Linked DNA regions of Anas platyrhynchos: regions 2 and 3 are each linked to region 1. A link is a contact called in public Hi-C data. All regions are on one chromosome and are shown on one strand. The core of a region is the stretch at or near the end of the contact, and the rest is flanking DNA. Distances in the headings are between cores, read along the strand shown. Region 1 has its middle 21 kb from the start of WDR5. Region 2 overlaps BRD3 (bromodomain containing 3). Region 3 has its middle 38 kb from the start of RXRA.

Evidence for each region. Hi-C and Micro-C count contacts between places; a contact is called where the count stands out from the background.
Region 2: a contact with region 1 is called in a Hi-C map of skeletal muscle, with 7 times the contacts expected there. The contact joins two enhancer-like sites. A contact is called at or near these places in 4 of 8 Hi-C or Micro-C datasets (F5 follicle, skeletal muscle and subcutaneous adipose tissue).
Region 3: a contact with region 1 is called in a Hi-C map of liver, with 3 times the contacts expected there. The contact joins two enhancer-like sites. A contact is called at or near these places in 2 of 8 Hi-C or Micro-C datasets (liver and skeletal muscle).

Annotation. Positions count from the first base shown.
Region 1 is chr18:8,825,978-8,830,441 of IASCAAS_PekinDuck_T2T, forward strand. No RefSeq gene overlaps it. Among named protein-coding and RNA genes, the nearest start is that of WDR5, 21 kb to the right of the region's middle. Within about 2 kb of position 2,459, at least 3 of the 8 cell types and tissues checked have an H3K27ac peak or open chromatin away from gene starts, as enhancers often do.
Region 2 is chr18:8,882,895-8,887,358 of IASCAAS_PekinDuck_T2T, forward strand. It overlaps BRD3 (bromodomain containing 3), which reads left to right. Exons shown (of 12, transcript XM_072025473.1): 7 at 1,647-1,775; 8 at 2,722-2,913; 9 at 3,734-3,969. Among named protein-coding and RNA genes, the nearest start is that of BRD3OS, 15 kb to the right of the region's middle. Within about 2 kb of position 2,492, at least 2 of the 8 cell types and tissues checked have an H3K27ac peak or open chromatin away from gene starts, as enhancers often do.
Region 3 is chr18:8,788,607-8,793,070 of IASCAAS_PekinDuck_T2T, forward strand. No RefSeq gene overlaps it. Among named protein-coding and RNA genes, the nearest start is that of RXRA, 38 kb to the left of the region's middle. Within about 2 kb of position 2,260, at least 2 of the 8 cell types and tissues checked have an H3K27ac peak or open chromatin away from gene starts, as enhancers often do.

The DNA of each region.
Region 1 (4,464 bases), core at 1,209-3,708:
TTATTTGTCCTCGCTGCTGCTCTACAAAGAGTTGCACAAGGGCTTATTAAATTTTAACCCCACATTGTTCCTGGGTAAACACTGCCCTTCACCCAGCGTGCCGAGTGCTCGCAGCCCCAACAAGCAGCCGCTCACCAGAGCCCCCAGCGTGCAGGATCCCAGCACCACGGTCCTGAGCCACCGGCACCACGCACGGCCCCGTGCTGCCCCTGCTGGGGCTCGGAGGGCTGCTGGAGGCTTTTCTTTGGGTGCTGGGGAAGGCTGCTGCCCGGCTGTGGTTTCTGTCACTGGGGCAGCCAGCTCGTTTCGTCTTTCCTACAGACATCCAGAGGTTTTTCTGCACCTTTCTGCCAAAAAAATCGCTTTGTGAGAAGGTGGGGAAGACCTCGGTTTGCAGAAGGGTAGCCAAGCCAGCAATGTACATCTGGGCTCCTCTCCTCCTCTTTTCAGAGCATGGAAAGGGAAAGGGTGAGAAACTGGGACCGCTGGCCAAGGAGCTTGTTGCAGCTCCCCAGGATGCCAAGCCCTGGGGGCTGCCTTGTCCCGAGGTCCTCCTGCCCCAGCTCCCACCCCCAGCACCCTGAGGAGCCGGCACGCTGGACACGTGTGCCGTGGTCCGTCCCTCACGTCCCCTTCCTGCAGGCAGCATGGAGAGCTTCCAGCCCCCAAATTGGCTCTGCGGCATGCCCAGCATCGTTGGCGAACACAGCAAAAGGCTGAGGGGATTAGTGCTGAATGCTCGGGCTCCCCCCTCTCTGCAGCAGCTCTCGCCCTGCCTGCCCCGGTACCGTGGAGCTGGGCAAGCACCACGGAGCTGCCCGGTGCACCAGTGGTGAAACCCATCAGCAACAAAACAAGAGGCACAGCCCAGAGTTCTGCATTGCTGGGGGAAAAATATGGTTTTGCTGTTCACAAGGGCAAAGCGATGAGCATGAAAACAAACCCCAGCATGAAATCCAGGCCAGCTCTTCCTGCACTGCTGAGGACCCCAAGAAGCCATCACCTCCCCGTTTTTGGGGTGCTTTTGGGGGTGTTTCCCCTGCCAGGGGCTGTGGGATGGGGACACGCAGCCACAAGAAGCGAGATGCTGAGCAGGGTTCTCCAAAAAGAAGGCTCCGTGCCTTGCAGAAACATTTTTGAACTCATGTTTGTTCCCTCTCCTGGGTCTGGGCAGAATGTCAAAGCCTGCTCTGAGCTGGAAATATTTTAAGACTAGCACTCACTGGAGACTGAAACAATGGCAATTCTTTAGCTACTGAGGCTTTTATAAAAGGGCTTTTGACACAGAGGCTGCTTAGGGGTTTTTTTCGGTGTCGGTTTTTCTCCCGGAAAGCACGGTGCTCGTGCCCGTGCGTCTGTTTGTGCGCACACTTCTGCGTGTGCAAAGCCCCCTCTTGGCTCCCAGCTGTGCTTTTGGTGCGCAAGCCCTCGGGGATGCCCGCGGCGCTGCTCGGGCGCAGCCAGCTCCGGCGAGGAGGGAGGAGATGCCGATCGCACGGGATGCCATGCAGCGATGCAGGAAGAAGACATTTTCGAGTAAATGTCAGCTTTTGCGTTTCTGGGTTTGGGGCTTTTTTTAAACACGTGGGTGGGACTTTTAATGCCCACATGAAGCCGAGATGGTTTCAGTCTCCGGGGCTTATCCAGAAGATTCACACAAACACTATGGAAAGTGTCTCTTTGCTTAGGAGGATGAAATTTGACACTGCGGAGATTTTAGCCCGGTATTCCAGCCAGGAGCCTCGGTGGTTAGTGTGTCATATCTGATAAAGGCTAATCAGCCCTCCTTCAGGCACCATTCAATTCTTATTTTCATCTGCCTCCCGTGCGCGTTGCGTTCTCGGTGATTCGTACTCGCACGCAGGCAAACCAGTGCAAATTCTGCCCAACTCTGCTCTCCCCTGGACACGAGGCCAACGGGCAGGGCACAGGGTAGAGAAATGCACTGTGGGACCCAGCACCTTTGCCCACAGCCCCACTCCTGGCCCTGCCTGCAGCACTTTTGGCACCAGATTTTTGCAGGGGTACGGGCACAGGATCGCATGAGAGGCATTTTTCCAGCCAGCCCTGCCGTCAGCTGCCTGCCCCGAGCCCGGCTCCATGCCTGCCCTTCCTGCGAGGTGTCCAAAGCCTCCTCAACAATTACCCGAGTTGCTGTTTGTTCAGGCGATGTGGATTTAGCTCTCCAGCCTCACGTGTAGTGTGTGTATAGGGAAAGATAGATTGCCGCTACTTTCCAGTATAAATCACATTCCTTACAACACTCCAAAGTAGCATTTTCAACCTCAGGGTGCTAATAGGATCCAGCAGGAGAAAGAAATGTCAGCTAAGTAGCAGGCGCTGTTTGGAGAGTGCAATGGAGCTGATCCACAGCCCTGGGGCAAAAGGAGCAATCCCAGGGCAAAGGTTAAAGAGTTCAGGAGCACTTCAGCCTACTTAATTGCAACAGGCCTCTTACACAGTGCAAGATGGATGACTCAAGCCGGGCAAGGGGGGCAGAGCGGGGCCAGCAGCATCACCATCTGGAGGCAGGCAGGCGGCAGGGGACCACGGCGGAGGGGACGGAGGTGGCTCCTTGCCTCGAGCCACTGCTAGCCAGCAAGGTGGCCTGCGCCACACCGGGACCCCCGGCCACCAACTCTGTCCCCTCCACCAGCAGCTCATCCCCAGTCCCAGCCAAGAAATGGGAATTTCTATCGGAGCTGGCTGAAGGCACCAAGGTTTGGTTGCAGGAGCTCAGCACGGATCCGGGCTGATAAATACCCAGGAGCGAGAATACCTCCAGCTGCCAAGGAAAGGTTCCTTGCTCCCCCCAAATCCGTAAGGAATATTGTAAGGGGAAAGGAGAGGAATTGGTTATCGCTGCCGTTCTTGTCATTGTGGCAGGATTTGTTTTCCAATTCCCTCTTTTTTTTGTTAATCTTCAGAATCTGAAAATGTCTTGTATCAGCCCCAAGGTGATTCTGCTGGGAAGATGCCTCAGATAATATTTTTAGTAGAGTTTAGACTTGTTTTCTGACACTCATCGGAAAAAAAATGTCATCAAAAGCTGATGTTCTGCATGGAAAATGCCTTTTGAAATATTTTTTTTTTCTCTATCGGAAGGAAAAAAAAAAAAGTTTAGAATAAAAACATTTCTTCCAGGCCTCACGGGCGAGCTTTCTGCCGTTTCCCTGGTGATAAAAGCACGAGGCTGGATCCCGAGGCACCAGCACTTAATTCCCAGCACCATGACCTTGACGGAGCCCCTTCGGTCCAGCTCCACGGGGGGGGGGGGGGCAGATTTTTGCCCCAGCTTTTGGGGCTTTTTTGCTCAAGACGATGTCTGACGGGCTCGTGCCTCCTTGGGACACCCCGCTCCCCCCCATCACCACCCCCGTGTCCCCCAGAGGGGCTATCCTAGGGCTCCATCCCCTCATCCCCCATTGCTTTGGGGCTGCTTTAGATCCCTGCAGCCTTTTCTTGGGGTCGAGGAGGGGGTGAACTCTGCCGGGTAGCCCCGGGGACAGCCTGGTTTTATGGGGGGGCTGCCCCAGCTCCTCGACCCCCCCCCCCCCCAAAAAAAAAAAACCCCGGCTGGCGGCCCCCGGGTGCCCCCTGGTGGGGTGTGATGGAGCCGCAGAGCCGAGGCCTGCTTCGGCCTGGGGAGGCCCTCAGAGCCCCCCCTGCCTTGGGCACGACCCCTGCCCCCAGCCCAGGCTGCCCAAAGCCCCCCCAGCCCGGTCCTTGGCACTGCCAGGGTTGGGGGCAGCAGGGATGGAGCCATGGTGGCTCCTCGGGGCAGCCTGGGCCTCACCTCCCTCGTAGTGAATTTCTACCTCATATCTGACCTAAATCTCACTTCTTTTAGCTTAAAGCCGTTCCCCCTTGTCCTATCACTGACACAGAGACCCTCCCCAGCTGTCCTGCAGCCCCTTTTAGGGACAGACAGGCCGCTATAAGCCCCCTCTGGAGCCTCCTCCACACCCCCAGCCTCCCTCCACAGCAGAGGGGCTCCAGCCCCTCAGCACCCCCCCGGCCTCCTCGGGACCCCCTCCAACAGCTCCATGTCCTTGTGCTGGGGCTGCAAGGGGGGTCCCAACCCCAACACCCCCTGCCCACCTCCCTCCCAAGAAGCAGCCCCATCTCCAGGGCAAACATTCTCTCCAGGGCAAAACATTCATCGGCTTTTATTGAGGAGAGGGGCGAGGAGGGCGCTGCGCAGGAGCAGGGATGGGCGCACATCCCCCCTCTGAAGCTCAGAGACCCCCATCCCAAACCCCTTGGGGGGGGGTTCAGGAGAGGAGCAGGGCTGCCAGGAGGCAGGGAAGCAGCAGGCGGCCGCCGGCGAGCCGGGGGGAGCCGTTGCAGAGATCGGTATCGCAGCAGTGGATGCGGACCCCCGGCAGCTCCTGCTGCTGGCAGTGACGGGAGGTGGCACAGCCGCTGGTCAGCAGGCTGCCCAGGACCACTGCAAAGCAAGCA
Region 2 (4,464 bases), core at 1,242-3,741, 57 kb after region 1:
ACTGTTGGTTTTGGATGAAAGCAAAGCCTCAGACACTGAAATGTATTTCACAGGCTGTAATCAGCCGTTGAGCGTGCCAAACAAATACAAGCATATCAAAAAGGCCTTTCATGCAGCAAGACGTCTTTTAAAATAAATGGACCCTTTCGTTCAAACATATTGTTTTGCTTTGGAGTTGGCCTGAGACCCTTCTCAAACAAGGCCAGCTCTCCTTCAGACAGGAGAGGCACACAAACTGTGTTTCCCTCCCCATTTTGGGCTGTAGTTCGGAGGCTTGCTCCTCGTTTATTTTCCAAGGGAACGAGCTCTTGTGACAGGAGCTGGACAGGCGTTGAGCTGCAGCCCTGCGGGGAGGGGTGCTGCAGGACCCACCCTGCAGGCAGATGCCTCCAAAAGCTGCATCCCTGAAGGTGCAATTCTGCCTTACTTGGAGCAAAAGCAGTTTTAGGAGTCATTGTAATGTCTCAAAGTAATTCCGATATCTGCCGTATTCAAAGCTGTGACATATGTTTAATTTCCATTGAACAAGTGGGAGTTTTTCTAGCCTAAGCCTAAGCACCCTGCCTTCTGCTCTGGTGGGGAAGGAACCTTGCCCGATCACATCTGCAGCCCGACTGCCTGTCGCTGGGGGACACAGGTGCACAAGACATACAAAAGGGAGGCTGCGAGCACTTGGCAAACAGCGAGTGTCTTTAAAACCATGTCTTTTAGATGCAAATGAAATCTAGTGTTAGCTTTTTAAAATTTCCTTTTGGTTAGGGGCAATTGGAGCTAAGGTTTTATAGGTGGTAGCAATACATGCATAAAATCAATTAAGTGCTAGGGATGCCATAAACTGTTCTCTAAACCAAATCGTTCAGTCCCAAACAGCAAGAGAAGTGGATGAAGCTGAGAGCTAGAAAATGAGAGAAAGGAACAAGTTGCAAATATTTAGCTCCTGATATTTTTCCTCACAACAGTAGGAAATAACATGGGGAACTGGTTCGTGAAGGGTGAATTCCGTATCCTTTCTGTATCTGTCAGTTGGACTTCTTAAATCAAGAGCTGGGTCTGTAGCTTAACAGCAAATGCCTGACTTAGCGTAGAAATCACCAAGTGTAATTCATGCCTTGTGTTAGAAGGCAGCCGGGAGATGGTTGTAATCTTCTCTGCCCTTTCAGATTTAGAGGGTAAAAATACCCAAGCAGCATATAGAAATACATGCTGAAGGTAATCCTGGCATTGTAACGTTGTCTGTTGACTCCCTGCCCTTCAGTCTATGTTCTCTGCTTACATTAGTTTCTAATCCTGCAAACTCTTTCCCTGTCTGACTGCCTTTATTTTCTAGCAGAATGGGGGCCCTGACAAACTTACATAGTGCTGTTAAAGAAAACAACCCAAATTTAGAATCTTAAGAGCTTAAACTATTGTGGAAGTAGATCAGTTTGTTTAGTTGTCTGGCTTTTGTTTGCTTATTTTAAAAAGCAGAAACTCTAAATGTTATTTAGGAGCTAATAAGCCTGATCAAACTACTGTTCTCTTAGACAAATGTGATTTTTGAAGCTGTTCTGAGCCCTCTCCATGACGCACATCCTTCATGCAATTACTGTAAATGCTTTTTGCTTATGGCTTTTTCTCCCCTTTCCCTTTGGCTTGTTTGTTTGCAGAAAAAAATGGACAGTCGGGAATACCAGGATGCACAAGGTTTTGCAGCAGATATTCGGTTAATGTTCTCAAATTGTTACAAGTACAATCCTCCAGACCACGAAGTGGTAGCCATGGCCAGGAAGCTCCAGGTAAAGGTGTTGACAATTGCATCTTTCAGAGTACGTTTAGTACAGCTATACGGTGTCCATTCAGACATCCAAGCATGGATCTGCCCTTGGCACCATCAGGGGAGAGTCGGTGATAATTCCAGTCCTTGAAAAGGGCCTTTAGATACTCTCTGATGCAGAACTGTTGTGTTCTTCACGTGGCATGGCCCAATGCCATGCCTAAAATGTTATAATCATTGCTGTATAAAATAATGGGAGCATTTTCTTGGGTTTTCGGAATGTGTATGCCCCTCTGTACATGCACCTTGGAAAAACTGGGAGAAATTGTGCCAGAAATTGAGCTGAAAACTGTGCAATGTACAGCACTACAGCGAGTGCTTCAGTCTTTGGATAGGGTGTGGGGGATCCTGGCATTAAGACCAGCTGTGCAGTTGGTGTGCAGAGGCTGAGATTCCTCCCTGACCTTATGGAAGAGCTAAAGACCGATTTAGAAGTCTGCTGAGCTGGGGAGCAGCAAAGAGTGAAGCCAAACCTAGAGGGAAGTTGGTTAGAAAAGCCAGAATGGGTCAGATCCGTTTAGCCTAGTGCCCCTCTCTGGCAGAGGCTGGTGCAGACAAGATGCAGGAGCCTCCCAGGAAGCAGAGGGGTGAGAGCCCATCGCCCCTCCACAACCTTCCCAGCCACAAAAGGATCTCAGAGGGAGATTCAGTGACCTTCCTCTGCCTGCTCCTATCCCACTGCAAGACTGGTTTTGTCCTTGATGAGAGGAGGAACTATATCTTACTATGACGATTTCAACCCCTGCTCTAGAGTGCTCGCTGTATTTTGTTATTTACTGGTACAACCCCTTGTTCAGTGCAGGAGGACCCTGACCCGTGGTGGGGTGTCTGGTGGGTTTAAAAGACAAGAATGAGGTCTTTGTGGCCGAGGCTCCTTTGTCACCATTTTCCCCCCCTTTTTTTTGTAGGATGTCTTTGAGATGAGGTTTGCGAAGATGCCTGATGAGCCTGCAGAGGCCCCGCCACCTCCTCCTCCAACAGCACCAGTTGTGAGCAAAAGCACAGAAAGCAGCCACAGCAGCGAGGAGAGCTCCTCCGACTCAGACAGCTCAGACTCAGAAGAAGAGCGAGCGACTCGGCTGGCAGAGCTCCAGGAGCAGGTTATTGGAGTGGCCGAGCTGTGTGTATGTGTGTCTGTGCAGTAGAAAGGGCTTAGCAGAAATGTGTTTTTTTTTTCTTTCTTAAAAATCCCATCTAGTCTGTGATGCAGCAGAGTGATCTCCCCTTCTGCCAGCTCAAGGGGAAGAACTCCCAGCTGTGAAATAAGTGTACTTTTGATGTCATGGTAGTTTTCCTTGAGATAACCGTTCTCACGGATGGTGGTCTGTGCTTTCTGGGGATCCCAAAGTATTCAGCCATTGTGAACAGAGGGGCACACAATATTGGGGATCTGGGTAAGCAACGTGACCCCCATTTGGTGTGAGAGCTTGGGCACAATGACACCCGTCACAATCTTCCTGTGTGATATTTTCACCCTGTACCTCATCTACAGAAGCTGTTTTGGCTGTTACAAGCTCTGAGCCATGGCCTTTTTTATTATGCAGTGGTTGTAGGTACTACCTTAATGCAACAAAGCATTAATAAAATGGTTTATCTGGTGTCTCTAAGCAAGTTAATAGGAGACCCAAGAAGGGAATCTGGCATTTCAGAGTCCACATTGCCAGCACTCTAGACCAAACTATTAAGCTTAATTTTTATTTGCTACTGTAAAGCAAGAATTAAGTTTTCAGTTAGCTTCTGCACATTTGCACTGCCTTCTTTAAAGAACTTCAAGCAAAGCCTCTGAAGTCCAATCAGTCGACTGCTCAATCACTAACTTGGGGATATATTTATGTGTCCAGGGTACAGAGGAAGTGTATGTGGAGGCATCAGTTGTCTTGCCTCAAAGTCTGATCTATTTTTTCACTTTTCTCTCCTAAGCTAAAAGCTGTCCATGAGCAGTTAGCTGCATTGTCACAAGCACCAGTGAACAAACCAAAGAAAAAAAAAGAGAAGAAAGAAAAAGAGAAGAAAAAGAAAGACAAAGAGAAGGAAAAGGAAAAGCACAAAGTAAAAGCCGAGGAGGAGAAGAAACCCAAGGTGGCTCAACCACCGAAACAAGCCCAGCAGAAGAAAGCCCCAGCTAAAAAAGCAAACAGCACGACCACAGCTAACAGGTGAGAGCTTGCCTCCCACAACTTGCCTTAGGTGGGAATACCAAGAGCTTTCAGCCCAGTTTTGTCCCCTTTTTTGTCCCATTGAATTCCCTGGTGAAGCTCAGTTGTCAGCACAGTTAACTCGCAATTGAATAGTGTCTCTGTTCCCAGACAACCTCTGGGAGTTTTTAAGTTAGGGCTGGCAGCAGAGCCATCACATTTCCACTGTCTGATTCTCTCACAATCCCTGCCCAATCACTGTCAGATAAGGTTTTGCTTTTTGCCTTTTGCCTAGCCGGCGAGAACATGCTATTTCATTGCTGCCCCCCTGCTGCTACTTGGGCTTGTTGTCATGCCTCACAGCACTAAAATATAATAGGAATAGAACAGCTGATCTCAGCTTTCTGAACTTTCTTTTTGTGGTGCTGTTCAAGCTATCTGGCTTAGAGGTTCAAAGCCAAAAGCGTTGGGATGTTTGTTGGAAGGGGAGTAGCAGAAAAAGTTCGTTGCTCTTTT
Region 3 (4,464 bases), core at 1,010-3,509, 38 kb before region 1:
ATCGGGAAAGTACGATGTGGCCAGGAGCATCTCAGCAAGATGCCACCCAGCAGATGCCACGCTGCAAGGAGGCAGCAGGTGAATCTGCACGCCTCAGCGCATCCTCATGCCATGTGCACCCACCCAAGGCACAAGTCTTCCCTCCCAGACAGACCCCCAGGTCCCTCAAGAACGAGGCATCCCCAGCATCATCACTGCTGCCATCTCACAGCCCAGGCCAGGGTCTTTTTGGGTCTTTTCCAAGAAAATCAGTACATGCAGCCCCCTTTTGTGGGGGCCTGCTGCCTCCGAGCTGGGAAAAAAAGAAGCTGCTTTCCAGCCCCCCGCCCTCAGAAGACGAGTTGGAGGAAATTAGCGATGATGCACAACTGAAAAAATTGAATTGTTAGAGCAAGTTCAAAGCCGAGCCAGTCCGGAGACATCTGCACACCACATGCCAGGCTCAGCCAAACGCTCGTAAATCCTTCCAGGCTGGCACCAGTGGAAGGGAGCTCGCGAACCGCCCAGCCCCACCGGGAGAGCTCCCAGGGCTCCTGCTTCCGAGACGGCCGAGGCTTCCCCGTGGAAAGAAGAGGCAGTCGAAGGCACGAGAGAGGGAAGAAAAACAACGCCGGGGAAAACGTTGAGCCATTCGTTTTGTAAATGATTATTGCTCTACTTACCAGAATGTTGTGGCCATTGAAAAGAGCGTTTTCTGATTCAAACACAGATTTTCAGCAAACACGGGGATGTTAGGACAAATATGATAAAAATCTTTATACAATGGGAAGGCAACTATGAATTAAAATGGCAGAGAAAAATGGAGGCAAGAGGCCAATTTTATTTCTGGAGAAAAGGCCATTTTTTCAATAAAAATAAAAGAACCTTCCCAGGTGAAAAATGTCACTCCCCTTTAACAGAGATCAATAACGTGATACGATCGGTCTGCTCATGCCGGCTGCCGCTGATCTATGGCTGTTTGCAAAAGGCTTTCATTCTGCTTGTCTTTACAATTCAGCTAATAGTAAAAAACTTCAGAGCGTTAGAAAGAGAAGTGGGTAAACGACCCAGGAGTCAAAGGTGGAGGAGCCCTGCACCTGAACGGCCTCAGGATGCTCACGCTGGAGGAGGGGATGCCAGCCAGGATGGTAAAACCCCATCTCGCCAGGGCTCAAAGGGAGATTTGCAACATGATCCATGCCTCCAACAGAGGCAGGATCCCACCCGCTGTGTTTTTTCCAAGTTTTTGTGTCATCCTCAGCCCCGTCCTGCTGAATTTTGTAGCTGAGGAAACGCCACGCACAGCAGCAAGGTCGTTCTAGGAAATGTTGAGGGTTTACCTTCAATAAGCACAAGTATCACTTCTGAAAAATGCAGTCGTCCCTGCGATACGTGGTTCCTCTGCCTTCAAGAGCTTCCCTTGGAGGAGCAGAAAGCGTGCCACCGATGGGTCACCTTGCCCGGGCTCTCTCAGATATTTGGGAAATGCCACACAGGCAGGGTGCTGCATTGCATCCCTGGGGCTTAATGAACCCAGCCAAAGCTCCGGCTCCCACCCACACACCCACCCCTGGCTGTGCCGCAGCCAGATCTCACCGCAAACATCACTTTCTAGAAAAAAAAAAAAGAGGTTAAATGCAGTCTAAATGCATAACCAGCCCTGTGCCTACCAGACGGCTGCTACACGTGGAAAGGGTGCGTGGCCTTCAGGTTCAGGATGCCAAGAGCCCCTATAAGAGGAGCAGCGTGGGAAGAGATGGGGACTGCTTTCTCACAAATAACTACCCTCTAGGGACAGTAATCAAGCTTTTGGCAGAGCAACGAGCCACCACACCCCTGGTTTGTGATCCCCTCTGCTCTGCTGGGTGCTTCCTCGTGGCCCACCCCACCAGCCCTGAGCGCGCCCCGGTCTGTGGCTAAGCTCCTGGAAGAGGATTTCCCCAGGCACCATGAAGAACACCAAAGAAACCCAAACAAATCAAAATCTGCTCTCAGCACCCGAAGCACTGCCGCTTGCTGGCAACAGGAACCGGGGGCAAGCAGCAGGGCTGGGGCTGGCCCCCGGGGACCCCGTGCCCCCCAGGTGTGCTGCGCCTCCTCCCCGGCAGGAGTTTCGCACAGACCTCAACCCAGGGCTGTCGGAGAGCCCTTTGCAGAAGTTCCTCAGAGCTCAAGGACCCCCATGGGGATGCTCGAGACCAGACTTTCCTAAAGCGCTCAGCGCACACCTCATACGCTCTGCTTTTTGGAAACTCTGACACACGCGGCCCATAGCTCTAGACGTTGCTGTCTCATACACGTATGGCTGACTCAGATATATATATGACTGGCTTAACATACTTCCCTTTCTTCCTCCCCTCCCCTCCCTTCCCCTCCCCCCTCGGAGTTTTGCATGTCTGAAGCTGTTTCAGATAAAAGATACCAAAAATGAAAATGCATTTGGGATGTCTGGGAACTGAAAAGTCAGACTGCGAGAAAACCAGACGGGGTTAGAGACCCAAATCCCTGTCTCCTGCCAGACATCCTAACCCTCTGCCAACTGCAGGTTCCGAGGCTCCATTTGCTCCGCGGCAGCAGCGGCCGTGGCCGGAGCTATTCCAGAAGTGTATTCCATCAGCGGTAATGGGTCTTTCCTCATAAGCTGTGTTTTCATAGTAAATCTTCAGTCTTACATTGCATTACAGAGTTCAGCTGCCGCTAATCCTTAAAAACAATTCATTTCCAACTGCAAAGTGCAATAAAGAAAGGATAATCACTATTAATATTAGTTATTGTTATTGATTTCAGCTTTAAAGAATTGATTTTCAGTCCCGGCCGCATTTATGAGTCTCTTTGCTGAAGATGCATATACAGGGCCCACCACTATTTTTAGATCCTTGCCCCAGCTCCCGGCCACGGCCACGATGGGAGCGAGGGAGGATGATGCAGAGGGCGATGGGGCAGCTCTGGGGACAGCCCTGCCACCCTGCCTCTGTGGGGACGTCCCCAGGGCTTTGTCCCTCTCCCCAGCCCCGGGGATGCTCGCCTTGCCCAGGGGCTGGTGCAGCTCTGCCAAAATCACGCTCAGCAGCCTCCAGGCGCGTGGCCGGGGATGCAGGGCGAGATCCCACAAACCGGCCTCGCAGGCCAGGCTTGCTGGCTCGGATGCAGCCCCGAGGTGGGAGGTTTGTCCCACGGGGTGGGAGGTTTGTCCCACCGGGGGCTGTTTCCCAGCCCCAGGGGTGCAGAGGGCTCCTTGTTGCAGTGAGTGCACCCCACATCAGTCACCCCGCTGACCCGCAGCCCATCCAGCCACTGCTTTCACTCCATCTCACCCCAGCACGATGCTGTGAGTCGATGCCCTCGTGGAGGAACAAGACTCACCTCTCTTCTTTCTGACTAACCCAAAGAAACCTGAAATGCCTCTGCTTGGAGGAGAAAATCAGTGGGCGAGCTCCCCGGGGCAGGGCGCAGGACACCGACCTTCCTGCGGCACAGGCACAAGCCCTCCTCCTGAAATCCACCTCAGCACGTGCACACAGAGCAAAACACGGGGATTAAAAAGGAAAGCACTACTGCTTTCCATCCCTACGATACCAGCGAGTCTGCCAAATCCTTCCTGAGCTGTAAACTCAGCTTTAAACTCTGCTAATGAGGATGGCTTTGCCTGGAGTCTCTCTGCTCCTCACTCCACCCAGAGCCCTCGCAGGAGAGCTTTGCAGCCCCTCTAAAATACAAAGAAAAAATAATAATAAAAAAGGCTATGGCACAAGCAACCCCCTCATGCCAGGGGAAGCTCATCCCTTGTGCTCCCAGGAGCATTGTGTTGTGAAAGGAGAGTGTCTGGGGGGGCCAAAACAGAGGTCGCTGAAATGTGTGTAAGCTCCCCAAAACGGCCAGCGTGTGCCAACGGGGTGCCAAGGCGGGAACCACGTTGCTGGTTGTGGCTGGAAGACAGCCGTGGGGGTGCTGAGAGGAAGAGAGAGAAATATTTCACTTCCCCGTTTTGAAGGCGCCAAGTGGGTGGTTGGTTTTGAATCGGTGCCTTGCTTCAGAAGTCACCAAGGTTTTGTTTCAAGGGGATAAAAGTTAAGAACCTCAAAAGCAGGAAGAAAGGGTTTGGTTTTTTAATACAGCAAAATGTTTCAGCGGGCTTGAAATGAAAAGGTCTTCAACGTGTTGCTTCAGGAAGAAATTCTGGAAATTTTATCAATTCCTGTCAACCTGCAGCAAACCCTACTCCTCTTGCCAGTTGTTTGCAGATGACAGCACATAAAAAAAAAAATCCATAAGTAGTCAGTTCTCTTGTCTTTGAGCTTTAAAAAGCCTCCCTCTGAACGCTTTGACTATAATCCGGTGAGGAAATGGGAATGAAACCAGGATAAAAACCCTTAGCCCAGACTGCAAAATAATTAAATGAGCATTTAACCAAGATCATCATTTTCCACCATTTTTATTTATATGCTAGATTGGATACGATGGTCTTGAATATTGTTCCATGCTATT